Linked DNA regions of Zea mays: regions 1, 2, 3 and 4 are each linked to region 5. The links are chromatin contacts, called in public Hi-C maps. All regions are on one chromosome and are shown on one strand. Each heading gives the region's core, a stretch centred on a gene start, on an enhancer-like site or on the middle of the called end of the contact. The rest is flanking DNA. Distances are from core to core; before and after follow the strand shown. Region 1 has its middle 24 kb from the start of LOC100384601. Region 2 holds the start of LOC100282683 (SCO1 protein). Region 3 holds the start of LOC109944584 (succinate dehydrogenase [ubiquinone] iron-sulfur subunit 2, mitochondrial). Region 4 holds the start of LOC541966 (empty pericarp 2). Region 5 holds the start of LOC100282996 (ASC1-like protein 1).

Evidence for each region. A called contact is a pair of places that touch in the nucleus more often than the background predicts.
Region 1: a Hi-C map of tassel shows a contact between it and region 5, with 2.7 times the contacts expected there. The contact joins the enhancer-like site here to the promoter of LOC100282996 in region 5. A contact is called at or near these places in 3 of 25 Hi-C or Micro-C datasets (ear, endosperm and tassel).
Region 2: a Hi-C map of leaf shows a contact between it and region 5, with 4 times the contacts expected there. The contact joins the promoter of LOC100282683 here to the promoter of LOC100282996 in region 5. A contact is called at or near these places in 3 of 25 Hi-C or Micro-C datasets (bundle sheath, ear and leaf).
Region 3: a contact with region 5 is called in a Hi-C map of ear, with 2.5 times the contacts expected there. The contact joins the promoter of LOC109944584 here to the promoter of LOC100282996 in region 5. A contact is called at or near these places in 5 of 25 Hi-C or Micro-C datasets (bundle sheath, ear, endosperm and 2 more).
Region 4: a contact with region 5 is called in a Hi-C map of ear, with 2.7 times the contacts expected there. The contact joins the promoter of LOC541966 here to the promoter of LOC100282996 in region 5. A contact is called at or near these places in 3 of 25 Hi-C or Micro-C datasets (ear, leaf and tassel).

The regions. Positions count from the first base shown.
Region 1 is chr2:182,287,653-182,290,352 of Zm-B73-REFERENCE-NAM-5.0, reverse strand. No RefSeq gene overlaps it. Among protein-coding and RNA genes, the nearest start is that of LOC100384601, 24 kb to the right of the region's middle. Within about 2 kb of position 1,287, at least 16 of the 20 cell types and tissues checked have an H3K27ac peak or open chromatin away from gene starts, as enhancers often do. A contact at or near this core is called in ear, endosperm and tassel, where this site is marked.
Region 2 is chr2:182,198,523-182,201,222 of Zm-B73-REFERENCE-NAM-5.0, reverse strand. LOC100282683 (SCO1 protein) reads left to right here and starts at 1,429. Exons shown (of 8, transcript NM_001155590.2): 1 at 1,429-1,668. The coding sequence starts at 1,586.
Region 3 is chr2:182,260,342-182,263,041 of Zm-B73-REFERENCE-NAM-5.0, reverse strand. It overlaps LOC109944584 (succinate dehydrogenase [ubiquinone] iron-sulfur subunit 2, mitochondrial), which reads left to right and starts at 1,337. Exons shown (of 1, transcript XM_020549355.2): 1 at 1,337-2,554. The coding sequence starts at 1,365. The coding sequence ends at 2,288.
Region 4 is chr2:182,639,840-182,642,539 of Zm-B73-REFERENCE-NAM-5.0, reverse strand. LOC541966 (empty pericarp 2) reads left to right here and starts at 1,321. Exons shown (of 5, transcript NM_001111620.2): 1 at 1,321-1,650.
Region 5 is chr2:182,427,436-182,430,135 of Zm-B73-REFERENCE-NAM-5.0, reverse strand. It overlaps LOC100282996 (ASC1-like protein 1), which reads right to left and starts at 1,318. Exons shown (of 6, transcript NM_001155900.1): 1 at 847-1,318; 2 at 1-185. The coding sequence starts at 1,002.

The sequences.
Region 1 (2,700 bases), core at 38-2,537, 140 kb after region 5:
CCTCTTTGCCTGTTTCTTCCCCCTTCGTGCTCCGTCTCGCGCCGACCCATCTGGGCTGGGACACGCGGCGACAATTCACTCGTCGGTCCAGGGACCCCCCGGGGTCGAAACGTCGACACTTGGCTAATATATGTCTTTTCTGTCCATACGATCTATTAGCACCTATTAGCAATGTCAAATGCATGATGAGCAAACTGTTTGTCAACTCTTCGGCTAACAATTACCTAATTTATTAGCCATTCTATTTGGAGACTAAGATACTAAAATTAACCGGCAAATTATTTCACCACACGCATCCAAACATGCCATAATGTAACATCTCTTTATTTGTAAGAAACCGCACCCGATGGTACAAGTGATAAAGCGGGAAAAAAGAACACACGCGACCTACTATGCAAAATTCGAGGCGAAATTTGGAAGTACGCGAGATCGATGGGGGGGCAGGGGGCACAATAATTCTACGTCGGTGCTTGAGTGGTGGAACTAGGATGCGCGTTAGAAATGCTGAAGGCCTATCGTTCTATCCTAATCCTCGTAGAATGGAAAATCTAGAAGGAGCAAAACGATACGTTTTTTAACAAGAGATTTTTTTTTCTACGATATCTCTCATGATATAAATAAAATAGGAAGAGCTGACAATTTGGGTAGCTGTGAGACCAAATTTAATAGAGGTTTTATCGGAACTGCATAGATAATACATGAGAGCTAATATTGAAAAGAGATAAAATGAAATTTTCATGGGATAAAATGAGTCTCATAATAATAGAACATGTTTATACCGATGGCATAAAATCCTCGCTAAGATGTCTGTACCAAGGATTTGTATCCTCTTGATGTAATGACTTGGTATTTTCAATATAAGCTTCCTTTATTAAAAAAAAAAGATGGCGTGCCCCTTCCATGCTAATTCTAACAAGCTATGGAAAATGGATTGGCGTATGTTCTTTTTTTTCATGGTTTAGTTTAAAAATAAACTAGCGAGCGATAAATATTCGTCGATGTAGTATTATAGTAGAAAAGGACAACGTACACACTTCCTACAGATAACATGGTGGAAACAACCGAAATTGTTTACATTTCCTAGGATGATCTCGATCCCGGCCCCCCTCTTGGCTTTCAAGGGCCTTTCAGGCAGTTGCTTTTCTGCCCTCTCCTTATGATGTCAGCTTCGTGCGTGTGTGTGTGCGCGCTCCTTTCCTAGACAAAACGTCTTTCAGGGTCACGTCCGTGCGTTGGGCTTTTGCCGGGCGAAAGGAGCGGTGCCGCCTGATGATGATGGACGCAATATGGATGGGCTCGCGTGATTGGGTGTCATCGGGAACCGCAGGCCGAGGGCTCGGTGCTCGCATCTGGTGCGGTGGTGCCCCAGATGTGCAAGTTCCAAACGCTTCGTTCGGACTGTTCGACCCTCTTACACCTTTTTTTAAGACATAAATCAAAATCGAATACTAGCATTTGTATTTTGTACAATAGTTTCCAGTGTCCTCCAACGATCACCGGGCATGGCCTGATTGACAGGCTCACCACTCTAATCGATGGGTGACGGGTGGCACGTCCATCAGACGGACGGGTACCGGTGCGATGATTACCGGTTCCGCTTCTGCCTGGCGAGCACGGAGCACCGATACCGCCACCCCAGTCAACAGGCCAAGCATGCACAGGGTATGTTTGGTTAGCGACTCATTTTTTTTAAAAAAAAATCCTATTGTAGAATCTTCAATGTTAATCAGACAGCTCTTCTTGTATTTTGCATTAAATTTTGTGTCTAGAATCTCAGTATCTCTTCATAGGAACAGATTCTTATTCAAACTTCATTCTATAAAAATATCCTCTACAGTGCAAGTCTTCTTCTATTTTACACGATTTACAGGCTGATTTTTAAGAATCCTATACGCCGCGTACGATTGCTACATCTGCAGCCTAGGGATGGCGACGAAAAAAATTTCCCCACAGGAATCCACACGAACGTTTGTGGGGGAATATTTCTTTCCCATCCCTGTTCCCCGCAGGGATAAATCCTCAACAGAGATCTCCATCACCGTTTAAATTATAATTAATACTCATTGTCAGATGTTAAGAAATCATTATGTAACATCAAAATAAACACATTTATATAATTAGTGACCTCTTGATAAGATATTTATTTATTTATTATTGTTAATTGGTACACAAAAATATAGTCACGTAAAGTTTAACGGGTCCCCATGAGAACAGGGACGAGGAACAGTTCCTCGTTCCTATCCCCGTTTACCCATCCGAGAATAATTTTTTCCTATTTATATTCCCGCTGAGTAAGGGGGTGTTTGGTTTCTAGGGACTAATGTTTAGTCCCTTCATTTTATTCCATTTTAGTATATAAATTGACAAATATAGAAACTAAAATAGAGTTTTAGTTTCTATATTTGATAATTTTATAACTAAAGTGGAATAAAATGTAGAGACTAAAAATTAGTCCCTACAAACCAAACACCCCTAAGTTTGTTTTTCATCCTCATCTCCTAATGGAGAATCGGCGATCAGGTCCATCTCTACTGCCGCGTTCATCTGCGGCGGCAGGGCCATGGCCATCATGCCGAGCTTGACCAGGGTCAAGGGCCCGTGCGGCGTGGTAGGCTACTAGTCTTCCGCTTCTTGCAAGTTGCATGTGCTAGCTTCTGGTCACGTTGCATCATTTTCTGTGCGCGAGGGCCGGCCCGTAGT
Region 2 (2,700 bases), core at 180-2,679, 230 kb after region 5:
AGGACGGACCGTCCGCGTGACGTTAATAAGGCTAGATAGCCTTGATATGTCAGTTATACCTGTTAAACTGTAAGGTCTAGCCGTTGAAGAAATAGTTGTAGAAATGATTAGCTTACCATAAAAATATCACCATAACTAGACCATAAAAATTATAGGGAAATTATATATCTAAAGCTATAGCAAAATAGTTGTACTAAAACATACCATAACATATGTTCACCATATAAATCTACTCACGTGGAGTTTAACGAAATTAGGTTTTCTATTTTATGTTTTATGTGATTTAGGTTCTGATTGAGAGAGCTTCAATTCAAGAATTTAAAATTTATTTCAATTTATTTTATTCAAACAGGTTTAGCTCCATGAACTCTAGCTTCAAAAAAACTGAAACCAAGGACCAATTTCATGAAATTTTCGAAGTTCCTTAAAGAGTGCTTCAAAAACATTGTTTTTATACCTTCTCATAAAATTATACAAAAATTACCCACCATGTCATTGATTACATGACCTAACAATTAATGTCTCTTTGTCCACCCGCATAAATTAATTATATTACAGAAGTTGGGAGTCTATGTGCAATCGAAACACTCTTAAATTCCGCCTTACCAATATGTTGAAACTGTTTCATGGTAAAGCTGAAAAACCGAAGCTATACTTTTTGAAGTGAAGTCCTCTCAAAAAGAGTCTTACTATAATTTTTAAAGGTTCAGTCAAAATGAAAAATAGAGAAAAACCACGGGAGAAAAATAGCTAGAGAGGTTATGTGTTTTTTAAAGTAATGAGTTAGAGCAACTCCAGTAGTTCTCCAAAAGATTCTCTTAATCAATAATTTAGGTAGCTAAACTAAAAACTCCTCTCTAACAACTCTCTAAATGAATTTACTAAATTTAGCTATTTCTCATCTAACCTCATTCTTTCCCTATATTTAGCAACCATTTACCAACTCTCTACACAAAAGTCTGGCGGTAATTTTTGTATTTTGGTGCCTTTTCCACTTTATAGTAAAGATATATTAACATAGTTCATGTATCGAACGTCGGTGATGTACAACATGGCAGATAGTCAGCTAGAGATTAAACAATTATCAATGTGAAGCCGCACGTGCACATGTCGGAAGTAAAGATATATTAACATAGTTCAATACAATCTGTCATTGTTGATGGTCCCACTTAAACCGGTGATATGCTAAATTTTAATATATTTAGAAAGTAATATATAGAGGACTGTCGGAAGAGATGAGTTTTTTTATTTTCTATATTATTTGAGGACTGGCTAAATCTAGGATTTAGGTAGTAAAATTATATATAACTACTGTAGTTGCTCTTATGTCCGATTTTGCAGATGAGCTAACCGATTTAGCAGATGAGCTAACTTTTGCAGTAGTCTCCGGCTTCTTTTCTTGGGTTACAAGACGACGAGGCTTCCTTTCTTGGACCCGAGGTAAGACCGCCCATAGAATTTTCATTTCGCCGCATTATTTTTTCCCCTTCTCACTCCCTGCTTCGGTCCTTCGCCTTCCTCATGTCCCCGACTCTCCGATACTAGTCGAGTAGTCCGGTACATCCCACCGCCTCGCACCGCGGCCATGTTGACACCGCGCGTCCTCAAGGCTTCGCTGCTCCGCTGCTTGCGCGCTACCGCCGAGCTGCCTCCGTTGCGGCGACCCCGGTACGCTTCTTCTCTCCTCTCCTCTCGGTTTTGGCGCGCGTGCTGCTGTTGTGCGACTGTGTGTGCGCGACAGGTGTTCGCGCTAACGCCGCAGCTGGCCGCATCCTACGGCGGTGACATCATCGGTTGCTGCAAGTGTTGTTTTGGTAATTAGGTTGGTAGGTTTGGCCGTTTGGATGGTTTGGAGTCGGGATTTGAGATTCGTCTCCGTTGGAGCGTCCCATGGAGCTGAGTGGGGAGGATTCCGGGAGGGACGTGTTTTTTTTGTTTCATGGAAGTCAGTTGAGTCAGCGTGGAAGTTGATATGAGTAACTCTAGTGTGTGTATGTACCTTGCGCATTTGATTCACAAGTTGCTATCTGGGACATTTTGCTGGATGTGCTACTCTGGGCGCAATATCGTTGTGGTGTGCCAACTGCAATTATATGCTAGCCTGAGATCTGCTAGTAATGTCATTAAGTGATGTGTTCAACGACAAAACCAGTGTTTGATGGCTGGGTTCCGTTATCATCATGCTGTGGCTGCTGGTTTTGCTTGTAGTAGGGCTCTAGGATCTGATGCTCATAATGTTTCACATTCCTTGTTGTAGATGTCATACTTGTTGTATTGTTGCATGTAGCTTTGTTGATGTCTCCTGCCTCCTGCTACACCATTTTGAAATTACACCATACATGGGAACCATACCTTTGACGTTTTACTTGTAGTTTGATTTGATGAATGCTGTTATGGTCGTTAGAGGGCCCATGATTGCCTTCCTAGATAATCTCAACTAATCTCCTAAATAATCTTAACTAATCTTCTAATCTTATCTCTAACTATCCTTATCTTATCCCCCTTAGAGGGCTCATGATTGCTGCTGTTGCAGCCCCTCCGTGGGCCTCCTTAGGCCCTGACACTACATCCCTCCTGGACAAGCAGCTTGTCCTCGAGCTGCAACATGATGGGGTCTCAAAGACCGAGTCTACTTGACCCAAAACCAGACACCTAGAAGACAAGCCTTTTACATCTCGGCTTATCTTATTATTCCGAATC
Region 3 (2,700 bases), core at 88-2,587, 170 kb after region 5:
AACATCCGTCTACTGAATATGAGATAAATAAATAAAAAAACACCAACATATATAACAACTCTGCCTAGCTAGGTTTATTTCCTTCATCTAACAAAGCCACTTACCACAGATAATTTTGACACGCCAGACGACGCTGATTTCACAGTGAAAAAGTTGAAGGTAGAACTTTCGGGATACGTACCCGGATATGTCAAAAAAAATAACACAGTCTCCATGCGTAGAATGATCAACCGTACGTCAGCTCTGTACATATTGCATATCACATGGGCGCATGCATGGCAACTACCATATATTATATTTATGTCATTATATGGACCATGTATATGCATAGCAGGTTGCACTTGTACGGTTCCCATATCAAACTGGTTGGCCGGAGGATACCTACTCCCTATGAAGTCTGAACTCGAGATGAGATGCCACTAGAGCAGTAGCTAGAAGAACAACTGGGCTCAGTGGCTACGCTTCTGCATGCATATTAGACTCAACTGACGAGCAGGTTTTACTACTAGAAGCCGGTGAACGACGACGATGGCCTCAGCTTCACGTCGCCGCCAGCATTTGCAATAAAACAACGAAGGTTCCTGGCACACGCGGTGAAACCACTGGTCCAGCAGCAGTACATGTGCAGCTCTGTTAGTCAGTGGTTAAATAGTCGCAGCAAATCCAAGCCTACGCCGGCGCGGCCACGGCTAACTAATCAGGCGTGCGGCTCTGAAGTTTACTCCTGCTGACGTCGGTGCGCGAGATGCTGACGAGACACGCGGGGCTCGTCTCGTCAAAGTTTTACATGATGGAATACCGAATACACAATACAATACGCGGCTCGCGCTTTCCTCCGCGTCCCTGTCATCTCAAGTTCAGCGCCAACCCGGCGCGGACGCGTGAAAATTCCTTCTAGAACAGCACGACCTGTGCCGATAGCAACGGTGGTCAATGGTCGCCGGGGAGGGGGAGCGCCCCCCTTTCCTCTGCCCTTCCTCGGAGGGGAGCCGGCGTGGGATCTGTCTGGCTTTCCCCGGCCGGTTCCTTTTTCACGTCGGATAGGATAGGAGATCGAAACCTGCTGCCGCTTTCAGCTAGTAACTTGAGTCGATTGTTTCTCAGCTCCATGAAACGGCCCACGACAGCCCATGATTGTTGCCTGTTTTCAGTTCCAAAAACAAAAATCGCAAAAAACAAAAAAAAAACGCTATGGGCCGAGCCGACTGCTGCCTCGCATCGCTCCACCCGTCGCGCCATCCCGGCGTGCCGCGGCAGACGTGTCGACAGAGCTGGCACGTGCCGTCGCGGGGCGCATCCTTATAACTCACTTCCTTCCTCGCCACTCGCCAGCCACTCTCTCAGGCTCTCTGCAAGCGAGCAGGATGCTGCGGAGGACGCTGCCGGCGTTGCGCTCGGCGAAGGATGGCGTGGCAGGCGCGGCTCGGCAGGCCGGCGGCAAGGGAGACACGCACTTCCCGTCGCTGCGTGGACACCCGGCCGCGCGCGCCAACGCCCGCGAGGCCGCCGAGGGGCAGGCGCGGCTGTCGGCGGCGGAGGAGGAGCGCGGGCGCGGCGGCAGGCCGCCGACCACGGTGAAGGAGTTCCAGGTGTACCGGTGGAACCCGGACTCGCCGGCGGGGCGGCCGTTCCTGCAGTCCTACCTGGTGGACCTGGCCAGCTGCGGGCCCATGGTGCTGGACGTGCTGCAGAAGATCAAGGCGGAGCAGGACCCGACGCTGGCGTTCCGGCGGTCGTGCCGGGAGGGCATCTGCGGGTCGTGCGCGATGAGCGTCGACGGCGTGAACACGGTGGCGTGCCTCAAGCCCGTGGACGCGGACGCGTCGCGGCCGAGCATGGTCACGCCGCTGCCGCACATGTACGTGGTCAAGGACCTGGTCGTGGACCTCACCGCCTTCTACCAGCAGTACAAGTCCGTCGAGCCGTGGCTCAAGACCAGGGGCCCGCCGCCCAAGGACCGCGAGCACCCGCAGTCGCCGGCGCAGCGGAAGAGGCTGGACGGGCTGTACGAGTGCATCCTGTGCGCGTGCTGCAGCACGGCGTGCCCGTCCTACTGGTGGAACTCGGAGGCGTTCCTGGGCCCCGCCGCGCTGCTGCACGCCTACCGCTGGGTCTCCGACAGCCGGGACCACTACGGCGAGCAGCGGGTGCAGTCGCTGTCGGAAGGCTGGGACAAGATGTACAGGTGCAGGATGATCAAGAGCTGCACGGCGACGTGCCCCAAGAGCCTCGACCCCGCCGCGGCCATCTCGGCCATGAAGGCATTGCACCAGCTCCGAAAGGCCTGACTAGTCAGGAGACAGCCCTGAAACACGGACAACGTGTGTGTTCATCTGGGAACAAAAATGTTTCGCGTTACCGAATTTCATTACTACGTACCTGCACAGTTAGGGCTTGTTCGATTCTACCCCAATCCATATGGATTGAGGGGGTTTCAATCCCTAGCAAGTCAAAATCCCTCACAATCCGTATCAATCCCCTTCAATCCATATGGATTGAAAATAACCGAACAAGCCCTTACTGGGAAACAACAAATTTTATTTCGGTGGTAGTATCTGAATAGGCGGCAACTAACTGGGACACTAATCATTCAACTGAAAGCCACAATTCCAGTCAATCCTCCCATGGGAGCTTGACATCGCCAGTATTATGCTGTCTCCAGCATATATGGTCGCGTGTAAAACAGTTTCACATTTAATG
Region 4 (2,700 bases), core at 72-2,571, 210 kb before region 5:
TATTCCTTATGATTCATCCTTCGTCACTATATGCTGAGTTTATGAAGGTACGCCCTTCATAACCTTCGTCCGAAAATCATTATATCCTAAGGGAAATAATGCTTCGAAGGACGAAGGACTTTACCGATTAACATTTTTTGTGTTGCCTTGTTCTTAACTCATAGCATTTGAGAACAAGTCCCCAACACCATACATAGGAACATAACATTTTATCATTGCCAAGCGTATTCACTCTTGGATCGATCAACATCCGAAGCTGTAAAGTGCACTCTTTCAAACCTCCTTTGGTCAATACAAATGAATCTTGACAGGTGATCAATATGCACTTAGTCACTTCCCCGCATTCAATCTACCCAAGAAGAACGTAGGGTATTTTGCCTCAACGGTTCGAACCTTTATAAAACTCTTGTCTCACTCGTTTTACTCGAAAGTGTTAGTTGTGGTCATCTCTTGACTCCCGGTAACTGGTCTAGGCCTCTTATGCCCGGTGAGAGTAGAGCAGCACAAGATCACATGTTGAATCTCTACTGTGGTATTATCTCTATGCATTTGACTGTTAGCTACATTGGTTTATTGTTGTATACACGATCTACTAACCACATCTAAGGCTGTGTTCAGCAAATCGTACATATGGTTGTGCAAAACACTGTTTTATAATATAGATAGTAATATTTGTAGAGTGAAATTTGAAATAGGAGGTAAGATAGACAACGTGGAGCTGCTTCCCCTTCCCACCGATCAACGGTGCCGACCACGACACCTGCTAGGCGAAGGATCACAACTAGAGATGGCAATGGGTACCCGCGATCCGATATCCGATGGGTATTGACTCCATTAAGGTATGCATACGGGCTAGATATTGTACCCATGAGTCTCTTATTGGGCAAAAACCTTCACCAGTGGGTAAAGGGTATTAGAACGTTCCACTCTTACCCATACATGTTAACCCATGGGTATAAAATACCCAGTATAAAAGCGTGAACTTGGGCTTTGATATTCCATTTATTTTGACTATTTGACAAACTTTTTTGTGATAATGTCATACAAGGTTTAACAACTATTTGATGGTCATGTAATGGAACATGTAATGTGTTATGTGGTACTATCCTAGTATTGCTACTTTATTCAATGATCCATGATATTATTGAATGGATGATTGAATGATGCTCAATCTTTTGTAATGATATTTAGATTGATATACTTGATGTTTGTATATTGTATTATTTTGATAAAGTTTTAATCTTTATGAGTACAAGTGACTCGATGGGAGACCCATACCCACATGGGTATGAATATGGGGATAAATCTATTGTCATTAGTGAATATGGGTGATCCGACGAGTTTATTTTTTTACAGGTATGGATATGAGATAGCATTGCCAATGCCGTCTCTAATCACAGCTCCAAACGATAAAAACCGAACGTCTCAGAGCTTTGCCTGGGCCAAGCAGCCTTTGTTCCTTCGAAACCCTGCCTGGCTCGCTTTTGGTAGCCCACGCGAACCGGGCCGCTTTTCAGCCCTCCGCTCCTGCGTCCTCCCCTTCCACTCGTATACAACCACCCACCTGAGCCGCACCCACGCTCACCGTACCTCCTCCGAATCCGCCGACCGCCGGCGAGCCCCTCCTCCTCCACGACACGCGCTTCCCCGGTAAGCCGCCTCGCGGTCCCTCTTGAGCTTCGTCTCCCGTGTTTTTTTTTTGTTTGAATTCGTGCATCCTCGCGTCACCCGCGAATCTGCTCCTACTGCACAGCCCCCTGCGCCCACATCGCGCGAGATGCAATCTGCCGCCAGGCTCTTCGCTGCGGCCGCGCCGGGAAGCCCGCGTTCTCTCCTATTCCTGCGCGGCCTCTGCTCTGCCTCGCCGGCTGGACAGCCGGATCCGCGGCCCTATCCGGCCCCGGACCCCGACCCCGACCCCGACCCGCGGCTCGTTGGCGCTCTCTGCCGTGTGCTCAGCGACTTCCGCGGGCCGCGGCACGACCTCCGCGCCGCGCTCAGCGGATTCGCGCCCCGCCTCACGCCCGCGGCGGCGGCTGCCGTCCTGCGCCGCTGCCGTAACCTTCCCGTGCCCTCCCTCCGGTTCTTCCTCTTCGCGGCTGCGATGCCGGGGTTCACACACCTTCCGGACTCGCTCCTCATCCTCGCCGGCTCGCTTGCGGGGGCGCGGCTCTTCCCGCTTCTGCGCTCTCTGCTCTCCGATCTCCCGCGGTCTGCGCTCTCGCGGGACCTGTTTCCGCTGCTGTTCCGCGCGTACGCCCGCGCCGGTCTACCCGAGGATGCCATCCGAGCTTTCTCCTCCATGGAGAGGTTCTGTTTCCTGCCGACGGTCGCTGATCTCCACTCGCTGCTCTTCACGTTATCGCATAATGGCCTGGTGGAGCACGCAGAGGCATTCTTTAGGGAGTCGCCATTTCAGTTTGATCTCTCGGCCAAAACTTATACCATCCTGATCTCTGGGTGGGCTGTTGTTGCGAGTCCAGTGAAGGCCCAAAAGCTGTTTGACGAAATGATTGAGAGAGGGGTCCAACCTGATGTGCCTGCCTATAATGCGTTGATTGACGCCTTGTGTCGAGGAGGGGATGTTGCACTTGCTCAGGAGCAGCTAAAAGATATGCAACGCAGCCGTGGGCTTGCCCCTGATGCTGCCACTTACGGCCCATTCCTTCGATCTGCATGTGCGTCAAAGGATGCCCGTGC
Region 5 (2,700 bases), core at 69-2,568:
CAAAAGTATCTTGTGTTCTTAAACCATGGCTCATTGTATGTTACAGATAGTGAAAGCAGTTCGCCAGAAAGAAAAAAAACAAACTTCCATGCTGATTCCTTAAATTTATTGATTTTCTTTCTACTGTCATCTGTTTCAGAAAGCTTATCATGTCCCTTTCCAAATATAAATTTTCGTGCTAAAACCTGTAAATATTATGAGAAAGTATTATGATCCACAACCACTTGGAAGGCAGATTTTTAACTCACCCCACATTTGGTCAGTAATAACCAGTAAGCAGGAAGTTTCCATAAAAGTACAACACATGATGTCTAGATTCTACATCCTAAGGAATACACACTTTACAGCAGAAAATGCTTAAATATGTCACCTTATGCAAAAGAAGATGCAAATGGCATCTAAAAACGGGACTCCTAACATCCCAAGGCAGGCGAAACATATCGAAAGGAAGGCATCGTTGATGCACTAAAGGAGGCCAGTGCTACTTGAAAACAAAATCTAACACATTGTGAGCATACCTTTCCCAAACCCACTCCAGCACAAATCTAATAACAAAAGGTAGACCATGCAGTACTTTTCAGTTTCTACTACTTAATTGATCCACCAAAAATTTGGTATAGCGGTGGCATGTAAGACTTGCACAATTGCAGAGATGAATGCAAAAGGCAAATTCTTTTATGATCTGGTTCATCTAACTGATCCATGAACAGTTTCAGGAGTGTACCAAACCAAGTTAATCCAAATGAATGCTGCTAATCCGCACAAACCACAATCCCCGAATGACGCAACCTAGCATGGGCATTTCGGATACAAGAACCTCTGAGATGCAAGAAAGCAGCTGATTACCTCGAAGACGAGTCGGTCGAGGAGGAACCGGACGGCGGGGAAGAAGGCGACGAGTAAGGGGAGTACGGCGAAGTCCCCGTACGCCGGGTAGACCTCTGCCTCCCAGTCCACCGGCGTGGGAGAGGAGCCCAGGAACAGCTCCAGGAGCGCCGCCATTGCGGGAGGAGATCCAACCAAGAAGGCCGATCACTTTCTTGGATCCAAACCACTCCTCCGGGGCAACAATAGCGCGAAATGCGCGCAAGATTCGGCGCCGACACAATACGCTGGTGCGTGTCCCTGAGCCGATCCAAGGAGTCACTGAATGGAGGAAGAGGCGAGTCAACGCGAGCAGCGGTAGCTGGAACTGGAAGGAGGTGAGATTTGGGACAGGAGGGAGGAAACAACGAGGTCGACTTCTGGGTGGAGAGAACTAGGAACAGCAGCGGATGAACTGCCGCCTTTTTCTGTGGGTTGGCAAACAAAATAACGCATAAAATCGGAGGAGGATAAGAATTTTTTTATTAAGATCTGGGCGCCCATTAGTATTATTACACTGGTGTCCAAGCTTACTTGTTTTTTATATGTGGGAAATGATTCAATGCGAACGGGCGAAAAAGTGCAAAACTTTGGGTTGCAGCTAATGAAGAGCATTTCCAACTACTTTCTTCTAAAAACCTCCAATCCTTATTTGTCAACTTTTTTTAAAGCAATGGCAGACCTAGGTAACAGAAAGGGTATACACCTGACTTACACCCAAAAAGGTCGAATGATACTATTCTAACTTTTTTTCTTGTCCAAAGCACAAAATTTCATTTTTGTTAAAGTTGATCTTTACACCTAATAATTGTTCAAAAAGCTCAAATTTAACTTGAAATTTTTTCCTTGCTCAATATCATGGTCTAAAAAATAACAGAATCATCTGCATATTGAAGGATCGACAATCCACCGTCTAATAGGTGAGTTACAACCCTTCCACTTGATCACCCTCTTTGGTCATCTCTAAAATACTCTCTCCATCCTATAAAATATGGTGTATATTTTTTGACAAAGTCTTTAAAGTGAAACTTTGACCATTAATTTCTTTCAAAATATAATATCAAAAAATACAAATTTAGCTTTATATTATTTTTTGAATATAAATTCAAGTATATAACATGCATACACTAAAACTATATGTTTTTGTTGAATTGCATTTTAAAGTTTTAAAATGTTGACTTTTCTAAAAACATGTGCGCCTTGTTTTATGAGATGGATAGAGTAATGACTAGCATATCCACGATTGTATTAAACAAAATTAGAATGAAAATCCAACGCGAAGACGAACACAGGCTTACCTAGCTTGTTGCCATCAAAATAACTAGGTTACAGACCGAAGATATAAATATACTATGCAGACTTTAGAGAAGAGCGATGACTACAACGACGACTGAAGATGTGGGCCACAGCGGCTACTTGGCTAGAGATCCAAATTCACGTGAGGCGCTCTAGATGATGGATGCTTCAGTTCTGCAGGACCTAGCGTCTAACTAATGGGCCCAAGGCTATAACCTGATGGGCTAGAACCTATCCATATGCTATAAATATATACATACTTGGGCCTCTTGACTTTGGGGCCTGGGTGCTCGCCCACCCAGCCCCCTCTAAGGACCGGCCCTGCATTCTAGGAGACCAAATGAAAAGGCTTAGAATTCGGACTTGTCATTCGTAGACATACAGACACCCAGAACCAAAGACGAGGGAGCACAAGTAGGGGGAGCAGGATCGATGTTCCTGCACTTGCCGTCAAAATGTTGCGAGATGGCTGAGTGTTCTTGCACTAGTGTGGGGACTGCAATGGCGATCAGGGTGTCACCCTGACTATGGTCGCGACAG